Regions from separate parts of the Larimichthys crocea genome. Here region 2 is linked to region 1. The links are chromatin contacts, called in public Hi-C maps. All regions are on one chromosome and are shown on one strand. Each heading gives the region's core, a stretch centred on a gene start, on an enhancer-like site or on the middle of the called end of the contact. The rest is flanking DNA. Distances are from core to core; before and after follow the strand shown. Region 1 holds the start of adgrl2b.1 (adhesion G protein-coupled receptor L2b, tandem duplicate 1). Region 2 holds the start of prkacbb (protein kinase, cAMP-dependent, catalytic, beta b).

Region 1 (5,517 bases), core at 1,741-4,240:
TTGAATTTACCATTGTCTTCTTCAGGTCGTCATCTTTCTTCTGATTTTCAAGAACAGTCTGCATAGTCTTTACGTCGTGCTGCACACTTGTTAGTGTGCTGCCGATTGTAGCAACACTCTGGAAAAGAAAAAAATAAACACTCCGTCAGGTCAGTTAGGGAGACAGTACACACAAAATATATAATATTAATGTAGATTCTCAACCACATTTCTCTTTTAATTAGATTTTGCTTTGCTTTTACCTTTTGGAGCTCTTCGACTGTAGTGGGCAGGCTGATTAAATCAGCAGCTGATTTCAAGTTGACCTTTAAGTGGTTTACAGCAGAGTCCAGCAAACTGATCTGCAGGAGTGAAATGACACAACACGATCGGTTACACCTTTAAGACAGAATTACTAATCTATTAACCTCTTTTATATTTAATGAACGCAAAGGCTACAGGATGAAGAAAAGAAAAAAAAAAAAAACACTATTTGCTGAAGTGTTGGCAAACTTAAAACCTGCATGAAACTTATCACTCATGTTAAAATCTGTGAAATCAAATCCCTGTTAATTATCACGCAAAGTAAGTTATTGTATTACCAGCTATGACTCACATTTCATAAAAATAATAATGTTGGCATTCCAAACCAGTGAATTGAATTACATGCTGACATGATTCCTTTGTATACCACATTTTTGTAGCAACAAAGCAGGAAATGTGCACTTTGTTTCCAATTACAGGAAGGTATGAAGACGTGTTGAGCGTGTCTAGATATTCTCCAACACTTTGTCGTGACCTTTGGTGAGTGTGTGAGATAGTTGGTATGCTAAAGTGGCTTGAAAAGCCTCTTGATTATGAATACAGCTGACCTTTCTGTTCATTTCTGTTAGGTTGGACCACAGCTTGCTCAGTCCCTTGTCCCCGTTCTCGATGTCGTCGAGCTTTCTCTCTTTGTTTTTCAGATCCTCGCTCAGTTTTGGAATTTCACTTGATGACACCTTCTGACTGGATTCCACTGTTATAAAACGCATTACAGCATGTTAGCACAATTAAAGATAAAGGAATGTATGGCTGTGTAACTTGGAGAGAGTTCAAGTTTCCAAAGGGCAATCAAGCTTTTTATGATCATCATGTGTGTGTGTGTGTGTGTGTGTGTGTGTGTGTGTGTGTGTGTGTGACAGGAAGTCTTACTGCTGTGCAGCTTTTCTTTCAGTGCATCTAGATCTTCTTTCAGAGCAATCTGCATCCATATGAGTCCGGCACAGGCCATGACACAGGCAGCCAGTATGATAAACAGAAACAAGGGGTAGCACACATTGCAGCACTGCGTGTAGCTCCTTCTGTAAGAGAGACAGAAGACACACGATAATGTTGAAACGCACGGCCTCATTCATTATTAATGAAGGAGATATTTTCAGAAGGCTGCATACACTGTCATGGGAATTATGAGGATTACTGATAAAGACTGGCGCTTCAAAATAAGGGCTGATACATAACATATCATTATGATGCTGCATGTAGTATTGATTTCTAATTTTGGAAGGTATCAGGCTTCAGGAAAAAGGGCATCTTCTTGCATTTACTCTGAACGCAGATGAAGAGAAAATGGATTGATTTATCATGGTCACTTTCTTTGCGATATTTCTTACACTGTGGTCACTTTACATTACAATACTCTTTTTATATATGATGCCACTTTTATCCTCAGTATTTGTCTGTTTTGGAGGTTGATTGTTCTTCATGTTTATTGTGTTTATCGTGTAGGTTATAGATAGTTTATTGTGTTTTTTTGCCTTTTCTACTTTTTTTCTAATTCTGTAGTGCATGCTTTACTTTCCTCTGCTGCTGTAACAAGTAAATTTCCAAGTGGTTGGATGAATAAAGTATAACTAATCTGACAAGATTTCTATTTTTATTTTATTTTAACCTCTGCATAATAACTACAATCTGTTTCCAAGGTTCTGCTCATATAAAACAAGCAATAAAATAAAAATAAAATAGAAAACTAACTTCAAAAACAATCAAACTTGATTTTAAAACACATATTAAAACAAAATAGTTGCTGATATCTGAAATGTACACCACTAATCCTGCATCATACACCAAAAACAAACGCTTTGATATCTGCTCACTCACTTCCCAAAGTTGGCTCCGCTGCTCAGGCTGTTGAACTCGTCGTCGTCCGAGCTCGAGTCGGACTCCGAGTCCGGCGGCTCGGTTCGGAGGAGTCGGTGACCGGACCCCTTTTTGGTCTTCTTCCTCTTACTATCCCCGAGTCCGATCAGGGCATTTAACTCCTTCCTCTTCTTCATCTTCTTCTGGGGGGTCAGCGAACCCGCCGAGCCCGATTTAAACCCGACTAGATCCAAAGTTTTGTCCAGTTTGGTGGATGTTGTCGTTTGTGTAGCGGCTAAGCTAAGCTAACGTCCTCTCGCTAGCTTCGAGTTCAACCACGCAAGGTTGCTAACGCACAGAAACACATCGGACTCTGCCGGTCCGCTGTCTTGTTTTACTTACAGCTGACACACGGAATATTCAACTGGCTCATCAACATCACACCACTCTCCCCTGAAAAGCTTTTATAAAACAACTTTTTGTCCACTAGCCGCCGGGTCATCACATACAAAACGTCGGCTAATTCGGCTAGCTATCAAAAACACCTTTGCTAACGGTGGCTAACAAACGGCTTTCTGTCGTTACCGAGCTGTCACATCGTCTCGGCTAACACGACGTCGTTAATTTTACAAACACGTCTTTAAACGGATAAACAGAACAAAGCCGCATCTATCATAAAATCCAAATGTGCGGTACTGTATTTTCCAGCGAGCTATCCTGCTGTATATATTGTTCGGGTAGGGCAGCTGATTGGTGCAAAGAGCAGCGACGACTTCCGGTGCTCTGTTCTGTCTGGGAGCGAAACAGACCATAACACCACCACCACCACCACCAGCAGCAGCAGCAGCAGCAGCCGCAGCAGCGACACCGGCACCGACATCACAAACACGCACTTTTTCCCAATATGAACCGGCAAGTAAGTACGACTTATGAAAACCACAGTGAAATAAGATGATGGTATGAATGAAACTATGTTAGAAAAATAATTATTATTATAAAAAAAACTGCGATGAATGATGGAAACCAAGCTAAACTTGTCCGTGCATGCCTCTGTGTCAAATTTATTTTATCCTTCCACCCTTTCAAAATAAATTCAAATGTGACCTCCATCATTCTTCCTCTTCTTAGCCAGCTCATCGGAGTGTGTTAAATATTTAGCACTAAGCTTTTATTCTGCTCATTAGAATGTTCAGGGGAAGTTTTTTGTCCTCTCTCTCGGTTTTAATCATAAGGCTAATTTCAAGGTCCAGTGAAATAATCCAAATGAAAAGCTTTTTCTTTCTTTCTTATAATATATTTTCACCCTTTTGTCCCATTTGCAGTATTTGTTTTTTCGTTGTGTGTACACTGATAGTTCAATTTTTGTGATGGCATGATCTTATAATGGGCCAAATTATGAGGCGTATGTCTTTATATTGCCTATAACATGTTCATGAATGAATTATTCACATTTTCCCCCACATTGATTAATCAGTGATTTGACTGTTTGTTGTGGCTCTACTGTGCATATATTGTCATATCTACAGGTTATAAGTCTTTATTGTTATTTTTTCTGTCACTGTGTTTTGCTGTTTACGTAATATTTTCAAGAATGTGCCACCTTCTATGAAACAGGATTTAATTTTTTGTTTCAATTTGCTTCTTCCAGCAGGGGTTCCCTCCAGAAATCCAGCTAACCTGGAGCGCTATTGGGCTGACCCAGCAAGACACATGGGCTGAGTAGAAGCAGGGCTGCCGCAGACTGGCCTTTAGTTCTTTTTCATTGAAAACAGACTCCCACTGGTTTGCTTTTGGCTTTGAAAATATGCTCCTTTATGTGCCGGGACCCCCGTACTACAACCGCACAATACTAATAATAATAATGACGCTGAATGAACATCTCCACACTGGACCAATTTACAAACACACAAAGGAACTGAGATGCTCCTCAACATCTCAGTATGACTTTTGTTATTGAGTTGCAAGAGATGAGGCCTACTGCTGATGCTGTATTATCCTCAGAAAAGGATTTCTCGAAGCAATGCTTGTCAGTTCACAGTAATAGCACGATGCCACCCACACAAATACAAAGCTAATGTTGTTATAGCTTAGCGATGTGCCTGCTCTGTTATTTAAGTGCATTATACTGGGAGGTAGCTGCTGTATTGTTTTGAATGCATTTGCTGTGAATCCAGCAGTGTCATGTAGGTAGTGAAGCAAAATTCAATCAGTGGCTCGTCTTCACTAAGAACACCTGGTGAGGGGGCAAGCATCACGCTGTGGGCCTGTGCAGAGCCCCGCCGGCATGAGGCTGCAAATCAAAGCATCAGAGGTGTTTCATCTCTTCCCTGGCGTCTCAGTGTTTCATCCGGGGTTAAGACTGAAAGGATGACACTTCAACTTATGCCTCCTCGCTTCTATAGCTACGAGGTAGGGAGCATCAGACATTAGAAGCCCATTACTCTGATTACTACACAACACTTGTTTTCACACTTTGTTCACAGCAGGCTTTCTCATATTCTCACCAGGAATGATTCCTGCAACTGTTGGTCTGGGAGCTGCTTTGGGTGCTGACAGTGAATGTAAATAGTGGTGGCATGATAGGAAATACTGAATAGAATTGAGTGCTAATTGAAGGCTTTCATCTGACATGGCAGACTGTGTGAATACAGATTATCATCAGTTAGAAGCCTGGGCTGCTGTACGAATACCAATTTCTCTCAAGAGGCGTTTCTTGTCTGTTTATTTAGAATCTTTCAGCCATTATGTCGGATGACTCAACTAGTAGACATGAAAATTTCATCATAAAATATATTCTGCTGGCTGACAGATTAGATGAGACCCACATGGTGTTTATTACTGTGACACATGCTTGAACCTATGAACTTCTCTCTCTCTGACACCAGCCGTCTGATCCGAACACATAATTCATACTAAAGAATGAGCTTCGTGTGGGTTTCATTGTTCCATTTTTTGTGTTATTAAAGGCCCCCAAATCATATTTTATTAATCAACTTCTAACTATGAGAATTGGGACCTACATGAATGAATTTTAGAACCACTATTTATTTCTCATGACAGGTTTATGTTTGTCCTGTTTTGCATAGAGAGCTGAAGTCATGATGTTATGTCTGGGTGAGCCTCTGTTCTGTAACTCAATACAGTCTCCAATTTAGCATGTCGTCTGTCTTTGTGGAAAAAATTGAAGCGTGTTTCTGGTGTTTACTTTAGTAGTTGCTTTAAGAAATTGAAACCATTCTGATTTTAACAAGTTAAATGGTAAGTACTGTATGTGCACAGAAATATTTACTGCGGCATGGGTAGACAGCCTGACCGAATATCTGTCTTATAGACAGATATGAGTATTGGTATTGTTATCCAATTTGTGCCTATATTGGGTACATCATGCAGAAAAAATGCTTGTGGTAATGTAATGCACTG
Region 2 (5,517 bases), core at 2,944-5,443, 160 kb after region 1:
AGCAATCATCAGACACCTTATCAAAATATGACAGCTGGCTGAGTGTGTCTGTGACGGAGGGAACCTCCCATGCCACATGTTGATGATAATTAGACCCATGGTATCTGCATAGAGATGAGCAGTTCATCCATCCGAACCGCAAATTATTATAGTAACCTACAATCTACATTACCCTGCACATTGCTCTGAATTCTTAGACTTATCACCAGTTAACCAGACATTTCTAAACTTGCTGTTGGTCTTCATGGCACTGGGCAGATTTGACCTTCCAGCCATCAAATAGTTAATGTCAATAGAAGTATTCAGATTCATTACTTGGTAAAAACATAAAAATACAATACCTCTAATAAAAGTCATGCATTCACAAATGTTAAGATCTTAAGAAACTGTACATAATATTATCATCAGACTGTACAGTTAGTATATATTGTATGTATTATATATTTATTATTACTGATAACATAGAAGTAGTGTTGAAATTGATATATATATAAGAAATTCAGCCACAAAATGTTCAATATATTTAAATATTTTGAGTTCAATATTATTATTTTGTATTCTGTGCACCCAGTGATACAAACAAAAAGAAGCTATAACTACAAATTGATCCAATTCATCTATATACTGTATATGCACAGTATGTATGTGAGCATTAAACTAAAACATCACATCAATGCATAAAATCCTTTATAAAAGCAATGTCAACAGATGAAATATCTAGACAAATAAAGAAACTTAAAAAGGCCAGACTCCTGGGGACAATAGATATACAAATGATTTCTACATAAGGTGCATTCATTTTAATTCAGGAACCTTCGAATGAACCTGAAACTCATCAGTAATCAGTCTGATTAAACACATCAAAGCAATATAATAGTATTTTTTTTATTTTGTAACTGCTGGCTGATCTATTCTGATACATATATATGTGTGTGTGTGTGTGTGTGTGTGTGTGAGATTACAAAGTGGTTTACAAGGAAAACAATAAAAGGTCATAAACACGAGAGTTTGATCAATTAATTTTATGATTCTTACTTCACAAGCTGATGTGGAAACGTGTAACTAAAGTTTGAAAGCTTTCTAAACAGACAATACTTTAAGTAAAATTTGTGATTTTAGGTTATAGTTTAAAAAATGCACTTTTTATGACGTAATGTCAGAATTGTGTCTGTTTCTCTGTCAAGTCCTTCATGCTTGTCATACATTAATACATAAACTTGAAATGATGTGACACACAATAAGTCAAAGTAATATATGCAGGTAATGAAAGGTGACTTTAAATACTAGGTCATGATGGCTTTTAGGCTTTAAGCCATTAAAAAAATGGTAAAATTGCAGTTGTAGCCATTAACAGCTGGACAAAAGGGGGAAAATAAGAGACTCAAACCTTTAAATAAACGTACACTTTTTCCATCAGCTGTCAGTTACAATTGAAGACTTTGTTGCTAGTAGCAACGCATACTGGCACAGCTCCCTGGCAGTTTAACTGTATTCAGCCTTTCAGATCTGCTATCAAGCAAATATTGTCAGGCGTCTACTCGAAAGATGCCCTCGCTGGAGCATAAACGTAAAGGTACAGATGTTTGGGACTGTTGTTCATAGTTTGAAATGTGAATCTGTTATTTTTGTGATCAGATGACAACACACTGAAGCCACTAGCTTTGTGAGTCTAATTTTGCTCAGTTGTAACTTAAGTGTTGTAACCATATTTGGAGTATTTGTTATATTTACTCCATTACATTTCAGGGGGAAATCTTCTAGCCTACTCTTTACTCCACTACATTTATCTGACCAATTTATAAACTATGATACTGTGCTATAGATTAGACCACCCAACAGTATATGAATAAAGTAGTAAAATGTGCTCCACTTCCACCAACAACATCGAAATGCTTCTTATGTGTTGAATATCGCTCTAATTCTGCTCAACAACTACTGTTACATTAATACTTCAAGCACATTTTGCTGTTAATATTTTTGTACGTTCAGTTATTGACTGTGAATGCAGGGCTTTTAGTTACTTTAATTAAAGTAATTAGTTACTTAGATTACTTCTTCCACAGTGAAAACACAGTACATTAATTAAGATTAATTAATGTGATACCTTTCCAATGAGGACTTACTTGATATGTACTTGGTTTCTTCTTGGTATGAGGGAGAATGGGATGTTAATGTCTTATTAATTAACAGCTATGCTATACTTTTGTAAATCCAGTTTCTTGTTACTGTAAAACTAGCGTTTATTCATCTTGACAGTAACTTGGTCTAACTCTTGGTATCTCCTCTCTCTCTCTCTCATCTTAATTGGAAGTGTGTGCAGCACGCAGCATAGCCGTGATGCCATGTGCATATTAAGGGCAAAAGGTGTAGCATAAAATGGAAATATCTAAGTAGCAGCAATTCATGGCTGCACTTAATTACGAAGCTGTAACTTGACATCAAGGTTAAATAAAACCCTAAAAGTTGTACAGCTGTACCTGCAGGGCTCATTATGGTTGCTGCAGTAATGTTGAATGCTCCTATTATTACTTCAGGTTGTAAAATGCAATTATGTAATTTTAACCGCATGATGTTAAATGTGGTCACATTGTGAGAAAGTGAATGGCAACTAGAGGAGGAAGTTAAGACTGATAGGCAAACATTTTGGCACGATTCATAATTCCCTCAACTGGATACAGTTTGGTCAAGTGTGCTAGAATTTGTAACATATTTAAACAAATGTCATAGATTATTTTATATTTTAAAAGGTACTTCACATATTGGCTTGTCCCAAATGTGAAGATTTTTTCATTAAAATGCTGCTTACACATTAATACGGCTGCATAATTTTACATTTGATACTTTAAGTAAAATTTGTGATTTTAGGTTATAGTTTAAAAAATGCACTTTTATGACGTAATGTCAAAATTGTGTCTGTTTCTCTGTCAAGTCCTTTATGCTTGTCATACATTAATACATAAACTTGAAATGATGTGAAACACAATAAGTCAAAGTAATATATGCAGGTAATGAAAGGTGACTTTAAATACTAGGTCATGATGGCTTTTAGGCTTTAAGCCATTAACACTGGTAAAATTGCAGTTGTAGCCATTAACAGCTGGATTAGCAGTGGTGGAAAGAAACTCATTATGTTCACTCAAGTGCAATTTTGAGCTTTATGTATGTGAGTATTTTCATTTTACCTTACTTTATGTCTTTATTTGAATGTAGTATTTTTACATTGTTCTTTTAGTACTTACTTAACTTAAATAATTTGATGACTTGTAAGTTTATTTAACTTATTTTATGTCTCATTTTGCTACTTTTTTTATTTACCTTTATTAAGTCTTATTAAAATATTATCGGTTTATCTGCCAAATCCTTCCTGTTTGTCACATATAAACACATACAACTGCAACTCTGGCTAATAAAAAGTGTTATTGTCATGTGAGTATTTTCATTTTATCTTACTTTATGTCTTTATTTGAACGTAGTATTTTACATTGTTCTTTTAGTACTTACTTAACTTTGACGACTAAATCAAACTTATTTAACTTATTTTCTGGCCCTATGTCTGATTTTGCTATTTTTTATTTACCTTATTAAAATATTATCGGTTTCTCTGTCAAATCCTTCCTGTTTGTCACATATAAACACATAAATTTGCAACTGTAGCTGATAGAAAGTGTTATTGTCATGTGAGTATTTTCATTTTGTCTTACTTTATGTCTTTATTTGAATGTAGTATTTTACATTGTTCTTTTAGTACTTACTTAACTTTGACGACTAAATCAAACTTATTTAACTTATTTTCTGGCCCTATGTCTGATTTTGCTACTTTTTTTAATTTACCTTATTGAAATATTATCGGTTTATCTGTCAGATCCTTCCTGTTTGTCACATATAAACACATAAATTTGCAACTGTAGCTGATATAAAGTGTTATTGTCATGTGAGTATTTTCATTTTATCTTACTTTATGTCTTTATTTGAATGTAGTATTTTACATTGTTCTTTAACTTTGACGACTAAATCAAACTTATGGCCCAACTGTAGCTGATAGAAAGTGTTATTGTCATGGGATAAAAGTTTATAGGAACACTTAAAAAAACTAAACCACTAAAATATTAGATCCTAATGGCATCAGTCTGTCAGTGTTATGGCCATAAAACACACCTTGAAGGCGCAGCTGTAATCAATTAACAGCTGGATCAACCACATAATACACAAATCAAACAAAGACGCCTTTGCTTTAGTTATATTTAGCCCTCTGGTAAAGTCAACACACGGGTGTTTTAAATGCCATCCCATATCTGTGAATGCCTAAAAAAAAAACAAAAAAAGAAAACGCGGAAGCCGAGTCAAGTTTTTCTGTTGTTTATCTCCACACGGACATCTCTGGCCAATCCCAGCGCTAACCATGCGGTGAATGCAGCTGGGTGCTGAGGGTTGTTGTGGAGGGGGAGCAGCCGAGACCGAGACACCGAGTGACCGCTAGCTTCATGTCAACCGCGCAGACGTTACTCAACCAGCGAGAAGCGGAAGAGGGAGAGACACGAGAGAGAGCGAGAGAGACAGGGGGGGGGACCCTGCTCGGAAAGGGATATTTCTGCGCCGTTTGAACCCGACAGATATTTCACATCGATTTAAGGGTTTATTTTTTACTTAAACAAGAAAAGGAGCTCGGGAGTATCAGCTTAGCCAACCGCCATCTCTTCTCAGTCGGAGCGGCCGCCGTGTCTTCCTCACCATGGGGAACGCTGCCACCGCCAAGAAGGGCAACGAGCTAGAGAGCGGTGAGTCCCGGCTCTTTATTTATTTATTTATTTATTTATTTATTTATTTATTTCTCATGGCAAGTCATTCAAATCTTATAGAAACCATCCTTAATAAAGCTCATATAGTTTACAAACGTCCTTAAAAAAGGCTCATAGATTTATACAAATGTCTTTAAAGGCTCATAGTTTCATTCATAAAAATAGATGTCTTCCGACAATATATATTTCATAAGCTAAATCCTAATGATATAGCAATAGTTAATTTTTATTAATCAGATAATACCTAACACAGGAAGAATTTTTTTTTCCTATCTTTTTTTTATTTTTAAGTTTTGTGGCCCCATACACCTCTCTTTTTAAAAAAAAAAAAAAAAAAAAAAAAGGGGGCGAGTGTTTTTTTTTTTGCAGCCCCCGGTGGGATAACAGTGCAGGGGGATGACGGACCGGCCCTTCCCCTTTTTTTTTTGTTGCCAGTTAGGACAGTTTTAAGTGTTACAAACAGGCTTTAGCTGTCACATTGAGGTGTTTATTTTTAAATAACACAGCATAAAGCCTAAAAGATAAATAAATAAATAATAATAAAATAAGAGCCGGGACTCACCGCTCTCTAGCTCGTTGCCCTTCTGGCGGTGGCAGCGTTCCCCATGGGTGAGGAAGACACGGCGGCCGCCCTCGACTGAGAAGAGATGGCGGTTGGCTAAGCTGATACTCCCGAGCTCCTTTTCTTGTTTAAGTAAAAAATAAACCTTTAAATCGATGT

The links. Hi-C and Micro-C count contacts between places; a contact is called where the count stands out from the background.
Region 2: a Hi-C map of muscle shows a contact between it and region 1, with 2.5 times the contacts expected there. The contact joins the promoter of prkacbb here to the promoter of adgrl2b.1 in region 1. A contact is called at or near these places in 2 of 7 Hi-C or Micro-C datasets (both in muscle).

What each region holds. Positions count from the first base shown.
Region 1 is chrII:11,922,055-11,927,571 of L_crocea_2.0, forward strand. adgrl2b.1 (adhesion G protein-coupled receptor L2b, tandem duplicate 1) reads left to right here and starts at 2,991. Exons shown (of 24, transcript XM_019262211.2): 1 at 2,991-3,013; 2 at 3,746-4,506. It overlaps efcab14 (EF-hand calcium binding domain 14), which reads right to left and starts at 2,910. Exons shown (of 9, transcript XM_010751864.3): 1 at 2,119-2,910; 2 at 1,174-1,322; 3 at 852-997; 4 at 243-341; 5 at 11-118. The coding sequence starts at 2,294.
Region 2 is chrII:12,079,042-12,084,558 of L_crocea_2.0, forward strand. It overlaps prkacbb (protein kinase, cAMP-dependent, catalytic, beta b), which reads left to right and starts at 4,194. Exons shown (of 10, transcript XM_010746557.3): 1 at 4,194-4,775. The coding sequence starts at 4,730.